Regions from separate parts of the Pan troglodytes genome. Here region 2 is linked to region 1. A link is a contact called in public Hi-C data. All regions are on one chromosome and are shown on one strand. Each heading gives the region's core, a stretch centred on a gene start, on an enhancer-like site or on the middle of the called end of the contact. The rest is flanking DNA. Distances are from core to core; before and after follow the strand shown. Region 1 overlaps SLC9A2 (solute carrier family 9 member A2). Region 2 holds the start of SLC9A4 (solute carrier family 9 member A4).

What was found. Hi-C and Micro-C count contacts between places; a contact is called where the count stands out from the background.
Region 2: a contact with region 1 is called in a Hi-C map of induced pluripotent stem cells, with 1.7 times the contacts expected there. The contact joins the promoter of SLC9A4 here to the enhancer-like site in region 1. A contact is called at or near these places in 3 of 7 Hi-C or Micro-C datasets (blood, induced pluripotent stem cells and stem cell-derived neural progenitor cells).

What each region holds. Positions count from the first base shown.
Region 1 is chr12:20,119,748-20,124,685 of NHGRI_mPanTro3-v2.0_pri, forward strand. SLC9A2 (solute carrier family 9 member A2) reads right to left here. Exons shown (of 12, transcript XM_525838.7): 11 at 4,870-4,938; 12 at 484-3,027. The coding sequence ends at 2,657. Among named protein-coding and RNA genes, the nearest start is that of MFSD9, 28 kb to the left of the region's middle. Within about 2 kb of position 3,139, at least 1 of the 24 cell types and tissues checked has an H3K27ac peak or open chromatin away from gene starts, as enhancers often do. A contact at or near this core is called in induced pluripotent stem cells, where this site is marked.
Region 2 is chr12:20,346,806-20,351,859 of NHGRI_mPanTro3-v2.0_pri, forward strand. It overlaps SLC9A4 (solute carrier family 9 member A4), which reads right to left and starts at 2,801. Exons shown (of 12, transcript XM_001163482.6): 1 at 2,010-2,801. The coding sequence starts at 2,265.

The sequences.
Region 1 (4,938 bases), core at 1,889-4,388:
ATGTAAATCAATACCCTCACCGCCCAGGTAAAACAGTACACCCTACCATAAAGCTGAGCAAAAGCTGAAAGAAATCTCTTCACAGACATTTTGTGAGCATATACACAAAACACATGCTTTTAAAAGTATCAGACTTTGAAGCCAATTTCTAGTTTGCTCATTGACATAACTGTTCCCAACAGTCTCCTCTCAGCATTACATATAAAGTAATAAACCCCGACTTTTCATTTATAGGTAGTTCAAATCAAATTTTGTTACAACCAACACCAAAGACCTATCAAAGATCCACAGTCACATTGGAACTTTGGTTGGATCAAGTGTTGTTTGGACGAACGAAAGCCTTTACAAAGGGCTATGGCTCTCTACTACAGAAATTTAGATTGTGACAATATTTAGATTGTGAAAATATTTAGTCAATACTCTCATAATGACTAGTGACTAGAATTTAAGAATTACAAAAAGAGGAAAGTATAGAGAAAAAGCTAAAGTCAAATTTATTTTTATTGCCTTTGTCATTCAACAAACAAGAAAAAATTTAAACTGATAATAATTAAGATTTAAGTTTTCCTTTATACATAGTCATCCAAATTCTGTATGGATGAATTACTGAAAGCTGAATTTGGTCTACCTGCTTAACAAGAAGCAATATAAACATTTTCATGTTTTCTCCTTCAGTTCCAGAAAGTTAAACTCTTTATAATAGTTATAAACATAGGAAACTGGGAAAAATTAGGAAATTTATTCTTTAAGGTCACTTTCAATTTCTGTCGCTTTTCAGATTTCATACTGTAGCTTTTCTGAAAATTGATTTTTGGCATTCTCAAAAATCTACATCACATTTCTTGAATCATGTTATTATCATAAAATTTTATGTCAGTTTTAATTTGTGTTAAGCAGAATAAATGTATTTTTATATAAATATTTTCATTTAAAATAGAGATTTTGGCACAGAGTCCTAAGCCTGTAGTTTTCAAATTGCATTCTGTGCTACTTTCCCTGGATCAAGGAATTGTGCTCCTATGAACTTGTACCTTGTGTATCTAACCTTTGCTCTGTCTCATGCTCAACAATCCAGCAGTATTCTAAGACTTTAGGACATGAGAAAAAAGTGTAGACTGACTTCTCCTTGCTGGTGGAGGTGGAGAAGGGGTGGAGAACCACTGCTGAGGACTTTTGTCAATATTTTCATGTTCTCCTCCTGATAATACTGTAGGCACTTGCATCCTTTGGGGTATCTTCAGTGGGAAATCAAAGGACTGTGAGTGGCTTCATTTAATTTCTACACTCAGAAATGCAGAGGCGTGTTCCAGTCAAGTTTGAAAGAATTATTTAGAAAAAAAAAAAAACAGGCCAATAAAATCAACAGTTAAGAGATAGAGAATCAAATATTAATCTTGAATGCTTATGTTCCACTTCTTTTCTTTCTGCTGTACTTTTAAAAAGTACTCTAATGAGTAGAATTCAATTTTATATGAAAATTCTGAGTTACTATATTATCGAATGGGGAGAGGTAACAAATTACAGACTAGTGCAAAACAGTAGGACTCCCACATTCTCCAAAGTGCTTCCTGAATAATATTCAAAACTTGATATCTCATCAACTTGTGAAATGTTAGAATATTGTGTCTACAAACTTTCTTCTTTGTCTGCTTGGAGCCTCTAACCTGGAGGCTCAAAATTCAAACAACACTCTACAGAAAAATTCTACTGAAGCAGGTGATCATAGATCAGCATAGATCACCTGCCTCGTCCTCCTAGTATTGCACAACATAAAACCCACCAGCAAGTTGTAACCAGGTGCTGCCTTGTGGCCCCACTTGCCACATGGACCCTCATGGGTGGAACTTCTTCAAAAGCTGCTCCCAAATCTGTCAACACGATAAGCTGGTGGATGTCTGGGCAACCTTTCTCTCTGCACCATTTAAACAAGAAGAAGAAATGGAATTTAGATGTCACCCCCAAACACACAGTAGACAGAGGAACAAGTTAAAAACCAGTAGACTCTCAGTAGTTCATAGGAGTCCTGGGCCCTCCAATCTGCTCTGTAGGAGTCAGGCCATTCCTTCTGCATGACGTTCCGATTGTTTGCCCAGTTTGAGTCATAAGATGTCTCTGCTTCCAGCTGTGCTCTTCACTTACCGGCTGCTCCATCGGGTCAGGACAGGGAAAAGCTTCCACCCTGAGCTTAGGAGTTACCCCCGAGGGCCATCCTTCATCCCTGGGAAAGAAAGCTGTTCTCGATACTTTTAGTGCCATTCACTTAACAACTGATTACAGATATACATATTTTTTCATAAATAAAATTTGAAGCATATATGTAATATATTAAAATCTTCACCAACAAGGGTGTGTTAAAAATTTCAAGTTCTGTCATTCAAGTTCAATAAAGGCACACATTACCATTTTTTTTCTTCAGGCCAGCAAAGAATACGATTGCTACCCATTAGTCACAAAAGGCATTTTGTGGGACTATTTTTTATTTGATTTTCCTTTTCTTCGGATTTGCCTCATTTATCCATGGCATGAATCTGTCGCCCTCCAGAAGTATTTAGATGCACAGAGAGTTTTACATGGATTCCACTGTTGCATCAGGTTTCAGAGTGACAAACCACAGCTGTCCTGGGTCAGACACTCAGATCTGCTTTCGCTGCTTCTCTTAAGGCTTCTCACTCCCAAATCGGGCTTTCCGGCTTCCAGGTTCCGATGCCCTCCAGACCAGCCGTGGTGGCGGCTTGGGCGGGATGCCTTCAGTCAAACTGTCTTCCCTCTCTGAGCCAGACTGGTCTTTAGAGAGAAGGGGCTGCTGTAGTAAGCCTGACGTCTGGGTGCCCTTTTCTCTGCTGTGGGGTGTTGGGGGGGTGCTGGGCATATCTCGGCCAGAATCAACATCTACCTCATTCTTCCATTCCATTTTATAGGACTGGGGGGATTTCTTGGAGAACTGTTCTGGCAAGAAGCGCCTGGCTCTGGGCTGCAAATTGAGCACGGTGGTCCCGGCATCTGCGTCTGAGTCGCTGCTATTGCCATCTATCAAGGAGCAAAAGACAAGGTGGGCAAGCATTTTAGAGAGAAGGCACTGCAAGTAACTTCAGTACCTTAGTGAGTCAGGCAACTGATACGTCCTGGGGCTCTGGGGAGAGGGGAGGCTAGCAGGCTTATGCTAATTTTAGGTGAGTGGCCTTGTGCATCTTACGTAACCCCTGAGAGCACCCATGCCCACAGGTATATATTCATGCTAACTTTGAAGAGCTTACTGTGTGCCAGGCACTGTCCTAAGTCCTTTCAAATGCATTAGCCCGTTTTGTCTTCACAATCACCTACTTTACAGATGGGGTAACTAGGTTCAAGAGGTATTTGTAGGTGGTGGAGCTGGGATTCCAACAGAGCCCCTCTGGCAGTAGCAGCTGTGCTCATCTGCCCCACAGTACTGATCCCAGGAGGGCTCAGCCTGGCATCTGGCACATAGTAGGCAGTCTGATAATCACCTGCTATGGAGAAGATTCTTGCCTTGATCTGGAATCTCAAACATGGTTTTGCTGATTTCCTTTACATTTCCACAAAAGGGCCAAAACCCTTTGCAAACAAAGGGAGGAGACAGCTTTGGAAGCAGATTCAGGTGCTAGAGTGCTACGGGTAGGGCAGTGAACAAAATGCTTGTCCAGGAGTTGAGATTCTTGGGAACTGAGAACATGTTTGCTGGTGGGACCACGGGCCACTGTTCTAAATATTCAGTGCTGCCTTGTCTTCCCCCTATTATTCTCACCTCACCCTCCTTTACCACCAGCCATCATTTAGGTTTCCCTCTTCTCAGTTAATTAAATAAACAAGCAAAAAAAAAAAAAAAAAAAAAAGAGGGGTAATGATTTTTCCATCCCACATTTAAAGAAAATTTTATTTTAGATTCTGGGGGTACATGTGCAGATTTGTTACATGGGTATACTGCATGGTGCTAATGTTTGGGCTTCTAATAATCCCATCACCCAAGTAGTGAACATAGTACCAATGGGTAATTTTTCAACCCTTGCCCCTTGCCCAGCTCCCTATCTCCCCCCTTTTGAAATCCCTAGTGTTTATTGTTCCCGCCTTTGTGTCCTGTGTATCTAATGTTTAGCTCACACTTGTAAGTGAAAATATATGGTATTTGGTTTTCTATTTCTGCATTAATTCCCTTAGACATCCCACATTTTAATAACATGAAATCCTAATATAGTTCTTCTGGGGTTCACAGACAATGGCTTCGGTGTCTACATAAAGATAACCATCACATTAAAAAGATATTAGACATTATAACAAAGCTTTATAGTTATAGCCAGAATAAATATATGGCTGCTTTCATGAAAATATATTAGAATTACTGTAAAAATTTAATTACTTAAACATTTGCAGACTTACAACTTTCTGTTTACCTGCCCTTGAGCCCCATGATGACAATATTTGCTGGAAAATAACTGATTGGATTCTTTAGAATCTGCACAGAATGCCATTCCAAAAGGTTGCAATGCGAATTAAAATTCACCCAGTTATTATTTTAGATTTGCAAACTCTTGAACTCATTCTTTTTTTTAAATTATTATTATACTTTAAGTTTTAGGGTACACGTGCACAATGTGCAGGTTTGTTACATATGTATACATGTGCCACGTTGGTGTGCTGCACCCATGAACTCGCCATTTACATTAGGTATATCTCCTAATGCTATCCCTCCCCCCTCCCCCCACCCCACAACAGGCCCCGGTTGTTCCCCTTCCTGTGTCCAAGTGTTCTCATTGGAACTCATTCTTAATGAAGAAAAATAATAGGAAAATTTGTCTAGTTTATAAACATTGGCAAATAAATTTAAAATTTTTCTGCTCCAACTATATTCATTACCTGCAATAGAAATAGTCCTCCTCTTTTGTAGCTTTTCTGGAAGCTTCGTATTTTTAGGTAAGGATAAAT
Region 2 (5,054 bases), core at 1,551-4,050, 230 kb after region 1:
TGGTCATTTCCACATATTTCATGGGTTCTCAGAAAATGTACCTTGATGGAATGAGGAATAAAAGAATGAATCATAATAATGATTATTAATTTTATTCTGATTCATATTTTATAACATAATCTTTAAAAACTCATATGAATTTCTTAAGTGCTGAAATTATAAATCATCATCATCATTATTATTTTGGCCCTAGTAAACAAGCCCTTATACATAAAACTACCAGCCCAGTAATTGGCACATAGTATATATTCAATAAATATGGCCTTTTTATCTCCTCACTCCTCATGTCCATATGGAATATAAAAATAATCTAAATTCTTGAAGACTAGTAAATATGAAATTGTACTCGAATAAGCGTGTTCTGATATCCTACTCTTTTTTTCTAAAGTATGTTAAATTACATCATGAAAATCAAGAACATTTAAACCAACAGTTCTATGAATAATCGTATTTTCACAGTGCTCTTCACTCCTAGACAGAATGAATCTGGGTGCATACAATGCCTCTACAAAACAAGCTAGGTTTTACACAAATATAAAACCAAGACAAAATGCAGCCTTTCTGCATTTAGATGTTTACTGATAAACAGAGCAACTAGCTAGTCAGTGACAGGACGAGTTTCCTGATACTCAGATCGACTTGAGCCATTTCTGTGAAGAGGAAGCCAGGTTGTGGAGTGGGGAGCAGGGAACACGGAATCTTTAGCATATTGTTTTAAAAGGAAAACTCAAGTGCCAAGTAAGATCACCTTGAACACAATCAGTGTCCATATGATTTCACAAAAGATGTTAGACTGTTCTGAACTGAGAATGTTATCCATTTGGAAAGCCATTTTTACTCGTATACCTCTTAAAAATATAGTAAGATCCTTTGTGTAACTTATTCACTAAGCAAATTGCACAAGACTTCTTCAAACTAACAATTCCTATTTAATATTCACACTTTACTAGCTCAAAATGAATAGCAACTATAAAGGAGAGTCTAAAGGGGACACCTATACCAGTGTCCCCACACCCACAGGGAGGGAGCTAAGTGAATAGCCAGAGCACACAGAAGGTAACTGCCAGACCTCAAGGCTCAACCCACATTACACACCCATCCTAGAGAAAATATACACATATAAATAAATGAGAATTAAAATGTTTCATTGATTCTATCTCAATAAGGCAATCTACATACTCAAATAGCATAAAGTTTATAGCTGAGGCAAAGGAGGCATTGTGCTTAGCATTTGAGATAATTATATTAATTTTCCACTTTAGAATAAGCTGGTTTTAAAGAGATAAGGGGGTGCAGTTAGGGATTAAACAGTCACAGAGTATAGCCACCTCTTTGGTTTTTGACACAAAGATCCCTTGATTGGAATTTAATCTATTAACTTGGATTCACTTTATTTCACAAAGGAAATTAGAGGTGCCTCACTGGCCCCACTTGGTAGGTATAAACTAATATTTTACTGACAGATATAATCTTATATGCCCCGACATCCCATCACTGAGTAATACAAGTTGCCTATGGTTTTCTTGTTTTTTGCTTTCTGTGAATTTGCAAGAAGCACACACTGCTTTTAAAGAATAAACAATGGGGTCATTGATGAAGCCCACAATTACACAGCCAAGAATATTTTACAGAAGAAACATTACATGTTTCCTGAAATTTCCACCTTGCATCATGCCCAGGTCTACGTGCTTTATTCTCTATATTTTTAAAGCATAGAATTTGAGAGTTTTGCATGTCAACAATGTCACATGGTTGTCACCCTGAAATGAGAAGAAACCAACACAGCCCAGTACCCAGAAGTACGCTCTCAAATTTCAAAGAGCAATCTCAATGTATTAAATAGCTTAGTAAAATGCAGTTATGACTTTCCCTTGACTGAAGGGAAGAGAATTTTTAATGTAATAGCAGTAACAGTTAAAATCCTCTTAGCCCATTATCTATAAGGCATTTTCACATTCACTATCTTATGTAAAAAAATAACTCACCAAACCAGGTGTTTAAGGACTTACCTATTTTTGCAAGGGATGCTAGAAGTATCCAGAGAGTGACCTCATAAGGAATTTGCACATAGTCATAATCCAGTTCAAAAACAGATATCCCTTCCTCTGGCTCTGAGCTGGCAGCAGCAAACCAAGCGTTAGATGCATACTGAGCAGTGGAATTTGCAGATTCATTCAAATCAAAAGATGCTTCAGAACACTCAAGAGCCACTAGCAGTAGCAAACAATTCCAAGGACTGTAAGTCACGAACATCTGCAGAGCCATTCCTGTGGGCTTCTCCTATCTACACACCCCTGTGTGGATGTGTGCCACACATCTGAAGTCGGGGAGGCTTCTAGAGAGTGACTGCATCCACCTGGGTCAAAAGTAATATAGATACAGTCCGTGGGTCCTCCCAAGAAGATTCCGAGTGTGTTATTGAGCTCTGTATGTAGACACTTTCTAATCTTCTTTAAATCGTTTGTGTTCAGGCAACTCAGCTTCCAACTCAAATGCAGTTATTCAATAGACTTGTTAAAGTCCATGGAGCTACCTGGAGGACCTCCATCCAATCATGGCTTGAGCAATTTATGAAAGGAATAAAAATCTCTTCACTTAAAGGCATTTCCTCATTTCACTGCATACTGGCTTTGTCTTGTGGGTGAAAATTTAAAAGGATACTGTAGTGCTCATTCCACAGATCACTGGAGTCCTTCTAATGAGGAAAGGAAACCTTCCCTGTCTATCAGATCCCAAGAAGGAGCTACCTGATCTGCCCTTGTTCCTTCTCTCCTCCCCCTGTCCTCTTATTTGTTTTGAATGACCAAGGCTTCAGGTAGCTCTGGAACTACACTTAATTATTTGCTCTGATTTGACTTTTGTAATGAAATCCTTTCTCTGAGGGTTCTCTGGAGGTCACACTGCTGACACCTAGTGGGCACCTGCAATACAACACCCTTGACACGTTCAGTTATGAACGTTAAGGTGACCATGAAATTATCTAAACCAGGACACTTTGGGGAATGAATAATAATGATAATTATGCAAAGGTATAGGCACAAACCAGAATTGTCCAGCAAACTGTCTTATATGGTCTCTATACATGAGGAAGAAGGAGGATAAGAACGAGGTGGTAACAACAAGGATGGTAGCAAACACTGAAACTTTTGCATGTTACCAGACTCCATGAGCAGTCATTCATAGAAGGAATGAAGTTCCAGATCTCTATGAACTTTACACTATAATTTTTAAAAAACAGGAAGCCAAAGAACAAGTTCCATAAGTACACCTAAATATCTGGATTTGTAAAACTCCATGGCACATCCAGATTTTCCATTTAAAAAACATTTGTTGTTGAAAAGAAGCAGCATCATAGAGTGTTGATGAAAGAATTTTGAGATAATTTTTATGAGCCTACTTCTCGCTCTTCTACTTGTTGCCAGGTGACCTTGGTGAAGTTAATTACCTTTCAGAAATTCCTTATCTGAAACAGGGAGGAAAATATCTGCCTCATTGAGTAGCTAGGAACATTAAATGAGATAAAGCAAGTAAAGAATTTTGCATGTAGTTGGCACTTAAATGTTAGTTTTTATTTTAAATTACATTTCTTATACTTTTAGGATAAGATACAACACTTTTGCAATGATTACTGATACTCAGTAAAAATTATGAGAATAATACATCATCCATATACTACCCCAACATCTCTTTTACATCAAACTGCAAGATGCTTTGTGTTTTGTTTTTTCTTAGTTCATATTAGTGAGTGCAGGGGATTTCCCCCCAGCGAACACACACACACACACACACACACACACACACACTCAGCTAACATCACTGGGAAATTGAGAAAGGAATGGTTGAGAAGGGCTAACACCTAGATGCAAATTCATAGTGAGGCAATAGAATTAAAAGTTCACATATGAATATTTTTTCTTTTTCCTTCAGTTTGACTCCAGAATAGATTAGATTCAGTCACTGAAATGAGACTATCAAGTGGACTACAAGAAGGGTACACACATTGAGTCGATTATTTTTTCTCAAAGAATATATGAATATCCTTTAATAGAAAGCTGCTTTATAATAGGTGTTTTATTTTTATTTGCATTTTATTGTACTTTTCTTTCTTAAAAGAAATGAGGGAGCAAGTCTCACATAGTGCCTTGTGGAAAGACCAAAACGAAGAATCAAAAGACTTATGTACTCAGACATTAGTTATCTGATTGGCTTTGGAAAATTACCTGTTTGAGCCTTATAGTTTGAGCCTTTATAGTGTTCTCATCTATAAAATAAAGATGCTGTCCATACCTGGTAACCCTTTCCTGCTCTAAAATTCCAAATTTTGTGACTATATGGCAACCCGTTTCGCCTTATGATCACCTGATGGCTGATAGTCCAGTCCCTCTCAGAGTAAAAATGCCAATCTTGGGAGGATGGTAAGAGAACAACTTGAGCTCTGCAACAGTCTACTAACTTGTGGTCCAGGTTAAGATGTAGCAGCCCACTTCATCAACCATCGGCATCACTTCCACTCATGCAGTACTTTCTTACAGATGTCCGAACATTCTTTCTAAAATGATTTCTTAGTATAAGGTCCCCAGAAAGTGTATGTGAGACAAAGCTTCCATGAGAGGTGCAAACTAAGGGCAGCAAAAGTGAGGGGAAAGGGGGAAGAAGGGAGAAGCTCTTCTAGAATGACAGCATGAGAAGCACCATAGATTTCCTAGTGAAACAACTATAACTGGTGAGATCATTAAAAACCAAAAACAACCATCCAGTCTCTGGAAATTGTCCTAAGAGCAGACAGAAATCGAAAAAAATCTTCTAAATATTGGTAAGACCCGAAGGCACGGCCTGTTTTCTCTACCCACCCCTCAGCTCAATGTGAGAAAAACTCTACTCTGGATGAATGTAGCCATGAGGATGGGGCTGCCTCTAATCCCAGATCCCAGTTTATGACTACAGTTTCTACCCAGAAAAGTCAGGTTGTCAGCATACGTAACCAAACTGATGCCCTACCCCAATCCTAGCAATATGCTGAACAGACTCTATTGCAGGCAAATGTGACTGAATCT